2 separate regions of the Macaca mulatta genome follow, and region 2 is linked to region 1. A link is a contact called in public Hi-C data. All regions are on one chromosome and are shown on one strand. The core of a region is the stretch at or near the end of the contact, and the rest is flanking DNA. Distances in the headings are between cores, read along the strand shown.

Evidence for each region. A called contact is a pair of places that touch in the nucleus more often than the background predicts.
Region 2: a contact with region 1 is called in a Hi-C map of fetal cortex germinal zone, with 2.8 times the contacts expected there. The contact joins the promoter of CENPB here to the promoter of PANK2 in region 1. A contact is called at or near these places in 3 of 14 Hi-C or Micro-C datasets (CD4 T cells, fetal cortex germinal zone and liver).

The regions. Positions count from the first base shown.
Region 1 is chr10:80,170,644-80,176,012 of T2T-MMU8v2.0, reverse strand. PANK2 (pantothenate kinase 2) reads left to right here and starts at 2,701. Exons shown (of 7, transcript NM_001435890.1): 1 at 2,701-3,039. The coding sequence starts at 2,742.
Region 2 is chr10:80,281,646-80,286,730 of T2T-MMU8v2.0, reverse strand. It overlaps CENPB (centromere protein B), which reads right to left and starts at 1,931. Exons shown (of 1, transcript XM_015149436.3): 1 at 1-1,931. The coding sequence starts at 1,661.

The DNA.
Region 1 (5,369 bases), core at 1,452-3,951:
CCAGGCTGGAGTGTAGTAGTGCAGTCTTGGCTCACTGCAACCTCTGCCTCCCAGGTTCAAGCAATTCTCCTGCCTCAGCCTCTGGAGTAAGTGGGATTACAGGCATGCACCACCAGGCCCAGCTAAGTTTTGTATTTTTAGTAGAGATAGGGTTTCACCATGTTGGGCCGGGCTGGTCTCAAACTCCTGACCTGCAGTGATCCGCCCGCCTCAGCCTCCCAAAGTGATTGGATTACAGGCGTAAGTCACTGCACCTGGCCTAATTTTTAAATTTTTTTTGTAGAAGTGGTCTCCAACTCATGATGTGCCTTCTTATTTATTTATTTTAGAGACGGAGTCCCACTCTGTCTCCCAGGATGGAGTGCAGTGGCACAATCTCGGCTCACTGCAACCTCCACCTCCCGGATTCAAGTGATTCTCCTGCCTCAGCCTCCTAAGTAGCTGGGATTACAGGTGCCCACCACCACGCCCAACTAATTTTTGTGTGTGTGTGGTTTTTTTTTTTTTTTTTGGTAGAGACGGGGTTTCACTGTGTTGGCCAGGCTGGTCTCAAACTCCTACCTTGTGATCCACACGCCTTGGCCTCCCAAAGTGCTGGGATTACAGGCATGAGCCACCACACCTGGCCACCTTCTTTTAGTTATCATAAGGCGGGCAGTAGCTGAATTTCTTTTTTTTTTTTTTTTTTTTTTGAGACGGAGTCTTGCTGTGTCGCCCAGGCTGGAGTGCAGTGGCCGTATCTCAGCTCACTGCAAGCTCTGCCTCCCGGGTTTTTACGCCATTCTCCTGCCTCAGCCTCCCGAGTAGCCGGGACTACAGGCGCCCGCCACCTCGCCCGACTAGTTTTTTGTATTTTTTTTAGTAGAGACGGGGTTTCACCGTGTTAGCCAGGATGGTCTCGAACTCCTGACCTCGTGATCCGCCCGTCTCGGCCTCCCAAAGTGCTGGGATTACAGGCTTGAGCCACCGCGCCCGGCAGCAGCTGAATTTCTCAGGAATCCAGGCTCTGTCATTCTCTAGGCTTTGTGTTTCTGGATAAGTTGCCTCATCATCCAAATGTTACTGCAAGGACTAAGTGAGATGCTGAGGCAGTGGGCAAATTGTGTAAAAATACTACTGTTTCAAGTGTTTTGATGTTGGAGTTCATCTTGCCAGCCAAGGGATGATGATACTTTGATTCTTCAGGATGATCAGAGCTCACAGACTTGGATGGAAGCTCCCTCAGGTCAAGGAGGACCACATTTTTTGAGGGGTGGGGGGAGGAGGCAGAAAGAGAGGCAATGTTAGCCACTGAGATTTAGAAGAGTAGCTACAGCTGTTTTTGGCTCTTGTGGATCTACCTGTGTTGGCTTCCTGCAGGAGCTAAAATTTCCAGAGCTAGTCCTACAGCGAGGGGAGCTAACGTGGAGTGGGCATGAGAATTCTATTCAACAAGCACAAGTGAAGCTCAACCTTTTTGTTCATCCTGCTACAACCAATTATTATAGGAGAGGGGAATAAGGATCACTGCCCAAGGGGCATTACAGTCTCCCCAGGGAGGCACTCTTTTTTTTTTTTTTTTTTTTTTTTGAGACGGAGTTTCGTTCTTGCTGCGAAATCTCAGGTCACTCAAACCTCCGCCTCCCGAGTTCAAGCGATTTTCCTGCCTCAGCTTCCCAAGTAGCTGGGATTATAGGCATGGGCCACCACGCCCCGCTAATAGGGAGGCACTTTTCATTAGCCCACAGTCCAGTTAAACTTGACGGAATGAGGAAGTGACCTGGGAGTACAGAACAGGATGGGATCCTTCCGGACTTGGGCAGCCTTTGGTAGTGGGCATGCTTGGAAGGGTCAGGGTCTCAGGCCTGGAGGTGACCAATTTTTCTCTCCGAAAGAGAAAGGAAGATGATTAAAAAAAAAAAATTCCATGCTCCAAAGCGGCAGCCAAATCCTATGTCCCCCAATGCATCACCCAGAAAGGGGCTCCAGACTCTCCTGCAAAAGGCCAACTCTACTTCCCGGCTCCCACTTCCCCTCCTTCCCCACAGGAGGGTGGCGAAGGATTTATAACCCACCTCTTTCTTTCAGTTGCCATGGAGACAAGCCCCAGTCCTTTCATTCCTTCTGGTACCTCTCTCTCCAACGCAGGCGGAAAGGAGGCGGCTTAGCCCAAACATGCTGGGGGAGGGGCTGGCGACCTCGACGGCAGCTGCGGAACCAGGCCGAGGGACAAAGGCTAAGGTCAGCTGCGTCAAGCCCTTTCATCTGCCGACGACCAGCGGCCAGACGCTGCGGGAGCATTGCTGGGCTGGAGGAGGGCTCGAGCTACTAGGACTGCACGGAGCAGCGGGGTGGGACTTGGGGTCGCCTCAGGAGAGTTCCGCGGCCCGGGGCGGGCAGAGGCATGCACCGTGGGGGCAGACGGCTGGGGTGGATGAGGAGGCACGGGCCCTTCCACCCACGCGTCCATTGGGCGGCGCCGCCATCACTCTCTTCTGGACTACACCGCCTTCTCCTCCTCCGCGGAACCAGGATCCCCTCCTCCACCACCCTCTCCCCGCCCCTGTCACGGGAGCCTCTCATTGGGCGGGGGCATGGTCAATCCTCCTCGAGTTGGGGAGTCTATTGGACGCGAGGCCTTCGGGCCGCCCCCAGCCTCGTCGGATTGGCTTCCTGCGCGTTGGCGCAACGGAAGAGGCGGCCGGCCGAGGGCGCGCCTCTGCTCCGGCTGGACTGCCGCGGAGGAGGGGAGGAGTTCGACGCTGGGGGGCTTGCTCGGGCGGCAGCGGTGGCTGCTGCGGATGGGAGCGGGCCGGCTCGGCGCGCCTATGGAGCGCCACGGCAGGGCCTCCGCCACCTCCGTCTCGTCGGGTGGGGAGCAGGCGGCCGGAGGCCCCGAAGGGCGGCGGCAGGAGCCACTGCGGCGCCGGGCGAGCAGCGCGTCGGTACCCGCGGTGGGGGCCTCAGTGGAGGGCGCGAGGCGGGACCGACTGGGCTCCTACAGCGGCCCCACCTCGGTCTCCCGCCAGCGCGTCGAAAGCCTGAGGAAAAAGCGGCCGCGTAAGTGTCCCGTGGGGCGCCCTCCCGGTCCGCCCTGCCCCCCTTCCGGCCCACCCTGTCCCCTTCCGGCCCCGCAGCTGTTTTTCCCGCGCGCGAACACTGCTCCCGCACGGTGGTCCGTCGTTGGTGCTTGGCTGACATCCGTCTGGAGGCCTCGTGTGCTCCGAAAGCGATACCTGCGGGGGCCCCCCCGCACCCATTGGTATGCACTTCCCGCTTGTTGAAGTGGAGGGCTTTTCCCCAGGTCCCGTCTTCCCTTTTCTTAGCTCCTTGGGCATTCTTTTCCGGAGGGTCACATGATTTTATCCTCGTGAAGGCTTCTTTTGACTCATTTCCACCTCCTCTCCCCCCATATCCTTTGAATCCCCAATGCTTGTTTTCCGTGGGCTTCCAAAGAGCTGCTGTCTAATATTTAAGTCCCTTTTATTCGTCAATTTCGGGCTTACTGGAAAATGGGTCGCTGCCTCTTGAGTTGCAACAGGCCTAAAACTGTATTCCGTGCACCTCTAAGGTGGCTGCCCTTCTTCCCATGAGAATCCAGGTCATCTCTCACCCACATATCCCCTCCGTTTTCCTTCCGTCTGTTTGCAGGTACTCACGATTCAGAACCATGGCATTCTGGGCAGTAAGGTTCTTTGTTTTGAGGAGAAACTCCATCTCTCTGAATTTTGCCTTGGAAGTTGCATACGCTCTTCCCAAAGAATCGGTTTCCCCATTTTATTATCAGGTTTCTTTTTCTGTGTTGTGTATTTTCTCCCCTTTACAAGTCTTCAATTCAGGACCGCTGCCTGGCAGCCATTGCTGCTGTTAAAAGTATCAATTGTCCTGATACTGTAATAGGAGCTTTACAGTATGATGCCGTTTTACATATGGTTGGACTTTTTGGTGGGTGTTGCCAGATTCCTATTTCAGGAAATTGACTTGTTTAAATGCGGATTGTGAGAGGGAGGGAGAATGGCAAGATGTGTGTGAGATCTTTATTGGATAGTCTTGTACCTTAGCCCAGTCACCCAGCTGCTTTTTTGAATCTTCTCTGATTTGGATGATTAAATGTAGTTCTATGATGCTGTGAAAAGTTTGGGAGTTTTCAGTTCTTTTGTCTTTTTCCATCTTCTTGCAACAGATTTGGAAAACAGATTCTTAACCGGTGCCATTTTCAGAGTCAGTCACCTAGTTTTATTTGAGAAGCACCTGAGTTTGAAGCAATGCAAAATATGAGATCCTTCATGGTTTTGTATTACATTATTGGAAATAGATGTAAATTCCAAATATTCAGCAAATAAGAATACAGCCATTAGCCACAAGGGTTTTTTTGGTTTGTTTTTTGTTTTTTTGAGACAGTGTCTTGTTCTGTTGCCCAGGCTGGAGTGCAGTGACATGATCATGGCTCATTGTGGCCTTAACCTCCTGGGCTGAAGCGATCCTCCTGCTTCAGCCTCCTGCATTGCTGTGACTAAAGGCACGTGCCACTATGCCAGGCTAATTTTTAATTTTTTTTTTTTTTAAATAGAGATGGGATCTCGTGTGTTGCCCAGGCTGGTCTTGAATTCCTCCTGGTCCCAAGCGACCTTCCCACTTCGGCCTCCCAAAGTGCTGGGATTACAGACGTGAGCCGTTGTGTCCGGCCTGGCAGTCTTCTAAGAGCTTTGGTAACTCATTAGCCTCGTGGCTCTGAGGTAGGTGGTAGTATTCCATTTTACAGATGAGAAAACTGGGGCACGATTGCCCAGTGTCAAAGGGCTAGTGCATTGTGAAATAGAAGTGTAAACTCAGAATTGCTGGCTTCATAGCTTTTGCTGTGGACCACTGTGTTTTTCTGAATTATCTGTGTTCTATTAGTTGTTTCTTCATTGCTCTAAGACCAAGCATAAGTTTGATCTTTTCAAGACTGACTGACTTGAGGTGAAAATTTTTAGCTACTGTGGAAGTACTTCCAAATATTGAGCATGAGAATGACCTGGTAAAAGTGCAGATTCAGTGGGCCCGGTTAAGCTCCTCATATTCAGATACAGGTGACTTAAAGACCACACTCAGAAAAACTGGTGTGGAGAATTAAGGTAGTTTTGAAACTTCTTTTAGGGAACTAAGTAGACACATATTCATGCTATAGGATTTCTATTTTGTTCTGGTGTTTGATGTTTGTCATTCCCTTCATTGCCTTCTCTGACTGATAAATCATGAAAACCCATCTTTCCGGTATGAGACCTGCTAAAGGAATAAACAGGATACTGATTGTTCTTCCTTCCATTTGTTTCTTCTGTACTATCTAGGGGTGCCCCTGTTAGATGGAGAAGCAGGCTGGGCGCAGTGGTTTACGCCTGTAATCCCAG
Region 2 (5,085 bases), core at 682-3,181, 110 kb before region 1:
TAAGCCATGGCCTCCCCAAAGCTGGGTACAGGCACCTCATCACCATCCTCCTCATCATCATCGTCATCTTCATCTTCATCATCCTCTTCCTCATCGTCCTCCTCTTCCTCACTGTCCGAATCAGAGTCCTCCCCACCTTCCAGGAAATGCAGAGTAGGGCACTGGGCCTCCTCCTGGGTACCATAACCCCCGAAGCTGCCACCGGCCTCCACTACTCCCTGGGCCCAGTCCTCAGCCTCCAAGCCCTCAGAGGAGCTCTCCTCATCTTCCTCCTCTTCTTCATCACTGTCATCAACATCACCCTCCTCCTCTACCTCCTCTTCCTCCCCCAATTCCTCTCCTTCCCCTGCTTCCTCCTCCTCCTCCTCTCCTTCCTCCTCCTCTTCCTCTCCTTCACCCTCCTCCTCCTCTTCCTCTTCTTCCTCCTCCTCCTCTTCCTCTTCCTCTCCCTCGCTCTTGAGGGAAGTGGTGATGGTGGCATTAGGGCCACCCCCAAAGCCAGCCTCACGAAAGCAGGCGGCTATGTCCGAAGGCTCCACTGCCTGCCAGGCGGCAGCCACAAAGTGCAGGGCCTCCGTGAGACCCAGCTGCAGGCCTGAGCGATCCTGGCCCTCTAGCGCGGCCATGGCCTTGAGCAGCATGGCCTGGCGGTAGTGGCCCTTCACCTGCTGGACCACTCCCCTCTCCAGCGGATGCACGGTGCCCGGCGGGAAGAAGGCCAGCTGCACATGCCGCAGGCCCGAAGTGTCCAAGGACTGAGCAGCCAAGCGGCCGGCCAGCAGTAGGACCCGGCGAGACTCTGCAGCCATTCGGGTGTCCAGGGCCTTCAAGTACTTGGCCAGGGCCTGGGTAGTGACACCACCCTTAGAGTTGGCGGTGTAGTCGCAGGGCAGGCCGGCTTGGCCTGCGCGAGGCTTGGCCGACTTGCCGGCCACCAGCGGGGGCAGCTTCTCGCTGCCATCGGCATTGGCGCACAGCAGGACGCTCAGGCGCTGGGTGGCTTGACGCGGCCGTCCGTCGCCTCCGCACAGCCCCGCGGCCTGGTCGGGCAGAAAGTCGTACCATAGACTGGTCTCGGTGGCGCTGAACACGTCCTGCGAGGCGTAGCCCTCGGCCACCGACGGCGGCTGCTCCTCCCGAGCGCGCCAACCAGTAGTGCTCCCGCCACTGCCCTCCGAGGGCACCGCGGCCGGGCTGGCAGGCGCCGCCGGGGTGCGGGGGGCAGCGTTTCGCGCGCGGGCGCGGGCCACGCCGCTGCAGGACACCACGCCGTGGCGTCGGCGGAAGCGGTCCAGCCAGCCGTTGGAGGCGGTGAAGTCGTCCATGCCCAGCTCCTCGGCTATGCGCAGCGCCTTCTCCTTGAGGATGATGCCCTTGACCGGCAGGCCGGCGGCGCGGATCTGCTGAAACCAGGCGATGAGCAAGCCCTCGAGCTTGTCGTAGGGAGACAGCTTGTTGGTCTTGCGGCAGGTGGAGGCCACCCCGTACTTGCGCTCCGACGCCAGGATGGCGCGCTTGTTCTTCAGGATCGTGCTCAGCGTGGACGGCGGGATGTTGAAGCGCCGCGCGATCTCGCCCTTGCGCAGGTCCGGATTCTCTTCCACCTCCTGGATGATCCGTGACTTCTCCCGGAACGTCAGCTGTCGCCGCTTGGGGCCCATCCCGGCGCGCCCCCCGCCCCGGGGCCCGGCGCCGCCGCCGCCGCCCCGGGGCGGGGGGCCCGGGCCCGTGGCGGGGGGCACCTGGCGGCCTCTCCCGCGCGCCCCGCCCGAGACAAAGCGGCTCGCGGGCGCGGCGGCTGGGCGACGACCCGGCCGGGCCGGGGGCACCTCCGGGGGCGCCGGCGGGCGCGTCGCCGGGCGGAGGGCGGCAGGCGACGGGCGCAGGCGAGGGCGGGCGGCGCGGGCGCGGAAGGCAGGAAGTACCGCGGCGCGGGGAGCTGGGAGCGCGGCGAGCGGGGCGGAGCGGGCGGAGCGGGATCTCGCGGGAAGCGTGGGGACGCCCGGCACCGCCTCCCCGCCCTCGGCGCCCACCCCCTTCCCGCCGCCAGGACATACCGCGCGGGGGCGCTGCGGCCTGCGGGACCTTCCCGTGCTGCGGCCTCGGGCGACCCGGCAGCGACGCGGGCGGGGACGCGGTGCATCGCTACTGCGCCCGGCGGTCAGCGACTTGCGGCTCAAAAAGGATAAGAAACAGGGTTTTTTTGTTTTTTTTTTAAATTAAGGTAAAAAAACCCACTTTTTTTTTTTTTTTTTTTTTTTTTTTTTGCGGAAACTGAAAAATTCAAGAAGTTGAAAAACGCCTTTCACATCACCTAGAGAGATGCACAGGTAACATTTTGATACATTTCCTTCCAGTCTTTTCTCTAGACGCATGTAGTTTTCTTTTTTAAAATTTATTATATAAAACTGGCATCAGGCTGTATAGACTGTATATCTGGCATCTCCTGCTGTTTTACCTGGCATCAAGTAGTGAGAATTTTGCCATATCGGTATCATTGCCAACACGCTTTTTAATGATTGTGTAGCTTTCCAACTATGAATGAACACTAGCGTATGTAACCTATTGTTACACCCTTAAGTTATTTTTGTAATCAACATTACAGTTGTAAATCTATTTGATGGTGCTAATGACATTTTTAAAGTTCTAGTAATCCCAAAACCCACAGGTAAACACTCATAACATCTTGGTGTGTCACTTTCTGGGCTTTACAGAAATAACATCATGGATGTATGTAAGTGTGAATCCCTGAAGCCTCCCTCTCCTGCAGCAAAACATTAAAATGCCAAGCTCTTAAAACAATGAACGGGCCGGGCACGGTGGCTCACGCCTGTAATCCCAGAACTTTGGGAGGCCGAGGCGGGTGGATCACGAGGTCAGGAGATCGAGACAATCCTGGCTAACACGGCGAAACCCCGTCTCTATTAAAAAATACAAAAAAATTAGCCGGGCGTGGTGGCGGGCGCCTGTAGTCCCAGCTACTCGGGAGGCAGAGGCAGGAAAATGGCGTGAACCCAGGAGGCGGAGCTTGCAGTGAGCCGAGAACGCATCACTGCACTCCAGCCTGGGCGAAAGAGCGAGACTCCGTTTCAGGGAAAAAAAAAAAAAAAAAAAATGAACGTATAGCTGTGTGTTTTTGTTTTGTTTTGTTTGTTTGTTTTGGGTTTTTTTTTTGTTTTTGTGTGTGTGTGTGTGTGTGTGTTTTGAGATGGAGTCTTGCTCTGTTGTCCAGGTCCGGATTAGAGGTCAGTGGTGCGATCTTGGTTCACTGCAAGCTCCGCCTCCCGAGTTCACACCATTCTCCTGCCTTAGCCTCCGGAGTAGCTGGGACACGGGTGCCCGCCACCACACGCGGTTAATTTTTTGTATTTTTAGTAGAGACGAGGTTTCACCGTGTTAGCCAGGATGGTCTTGATCTCTTGACCTCGTGATCCGCCGGCCTCGGCCTCCCAAAGTGCTGGGATTACGGGCGTGAGCCACCGCGCCCGGCCAACTGTGTTTTTAAAAATCTCTTAGGGCAGCACCAAGGGGAACTCCAGCAGTTGGCAGAGAGGAAGGCTGTGACCCAGGGGGACAGGCTGAGGACCTAGGGCTGGATAAATTGTGGGTGAGTGTAGACAAAGAAGAAAAGAAGACCAAGGACAGTGCCCTGGGTCCTCCAAGGTTAAAGGCTCAAGAAAGAGGCCAGGTGCAGTGGCTCACGTCTGTAATCCCAACGCTTTAGGAGGCTGAAGCAGGCAGACCACCTGAGGTCAGCAGTTCAAGACCAGCCTGGCCAATATAGTGAAGCTCTGTCTCTACTAAAAATACAAAAAATTAGCCAGGTGTGGTGGCACTCACCTGTAGTCCCAGCTATTTGGGAGGCTGAGGCAGGAGAATCGCTTGAGCCTGGGAGCAGAGGTTGCAGTGAGCCAAGATCATGCCACTGCACTCCACCCTGGGCAACAGAGTGAGACTCCATCTCAAAAAAAAAAGAAAGAAAGAAAAAGAGAAGGAAAGAAAGAACCAAATAGAGACTCTTGAAGTGGAGGAGCCCGTGAAGCAGGAGAAAAACCAGGCTGCTGTGGCATTCTGGAAGCCAAAGGAAGAAAGTGTAACTTACTGCTGTTTTAGTGCAAATTTCCGTTTTCATGTTTCTTGGCCGTTTGAATCCTGTGAATTTTCTAGTCATATCCTTTGACCATGTGTTTGTCTTTTTCTTGACTTTTAGGAGCTCTTTACATGCTCTGAAGAAAAAATCTTCGTTAAGTATGTGCAAATGTTTTCTCCCAGTCTGCCACTTGTCTCACTTAGCTTAGGGAATCTTTTGGATATGAGAAAATTTTAATCTTCAATCTGTCAATTTTTTCCTTATTGCTTCGGGGTTTTGTGTCTTACTTAGAGAGGCCTTCCCTATCCCTGAGATATAAAAGATATTCTTTTAATCTCAAGGTCCAGAAGAACACGGGGAGACTTTTCCAGAGCACTGCTTGGCCCAAGAGGAGTGTGTGGTCACTGGACAAAAATGAATCTAAGATTACCTGGATGAGAGCTCTTTGCCATGCGTCTTTTCTTTCTTTCTTTCTTTCTTTCCTCTCTTTCCTCTCCTTCCTTCCTTCCCTTCTTTCTCTCTTTCTCTTTTCCTTCCTTTCCTTCCTTCTTTCCTTCCTTCCTCCCTTTCTTCCCTTCTTTCTCTCTTTCTCTCTTTTCCTTCCTTTCCTTCCTTCTTTCCTTCCTTCCTCCCTTTCTTCCCTTCTTTCTCTCTTTCTTTCTCTCTTTTCCTTCCTTTCCTTCCTTCTTTCCTTCCTTCCTTCCTTTCTCTTCCTTTCCTTTCCTATGGCCCCTCTTTGGTGCCATACAAAGGGCGTTGGCACAACCACTTCCAGGATAGAAAAGAAGCCACGCACATCATATGCTGATAGCATAGCCACTTCCAGATACCTCGTCTACCCTTTGCCTATAGCAGTGCATGGGGCCCATTTCCATCCCCTCTCAAGTGACCATTTCCCCCAGCAATCCATCTGAGGCCCTGGGATCCCCCACCTCTTTCTGTAAGTCCCAGCTTTCTGCTGTTAGGACTGTTTGGGAAATCCATAACTCACCTTC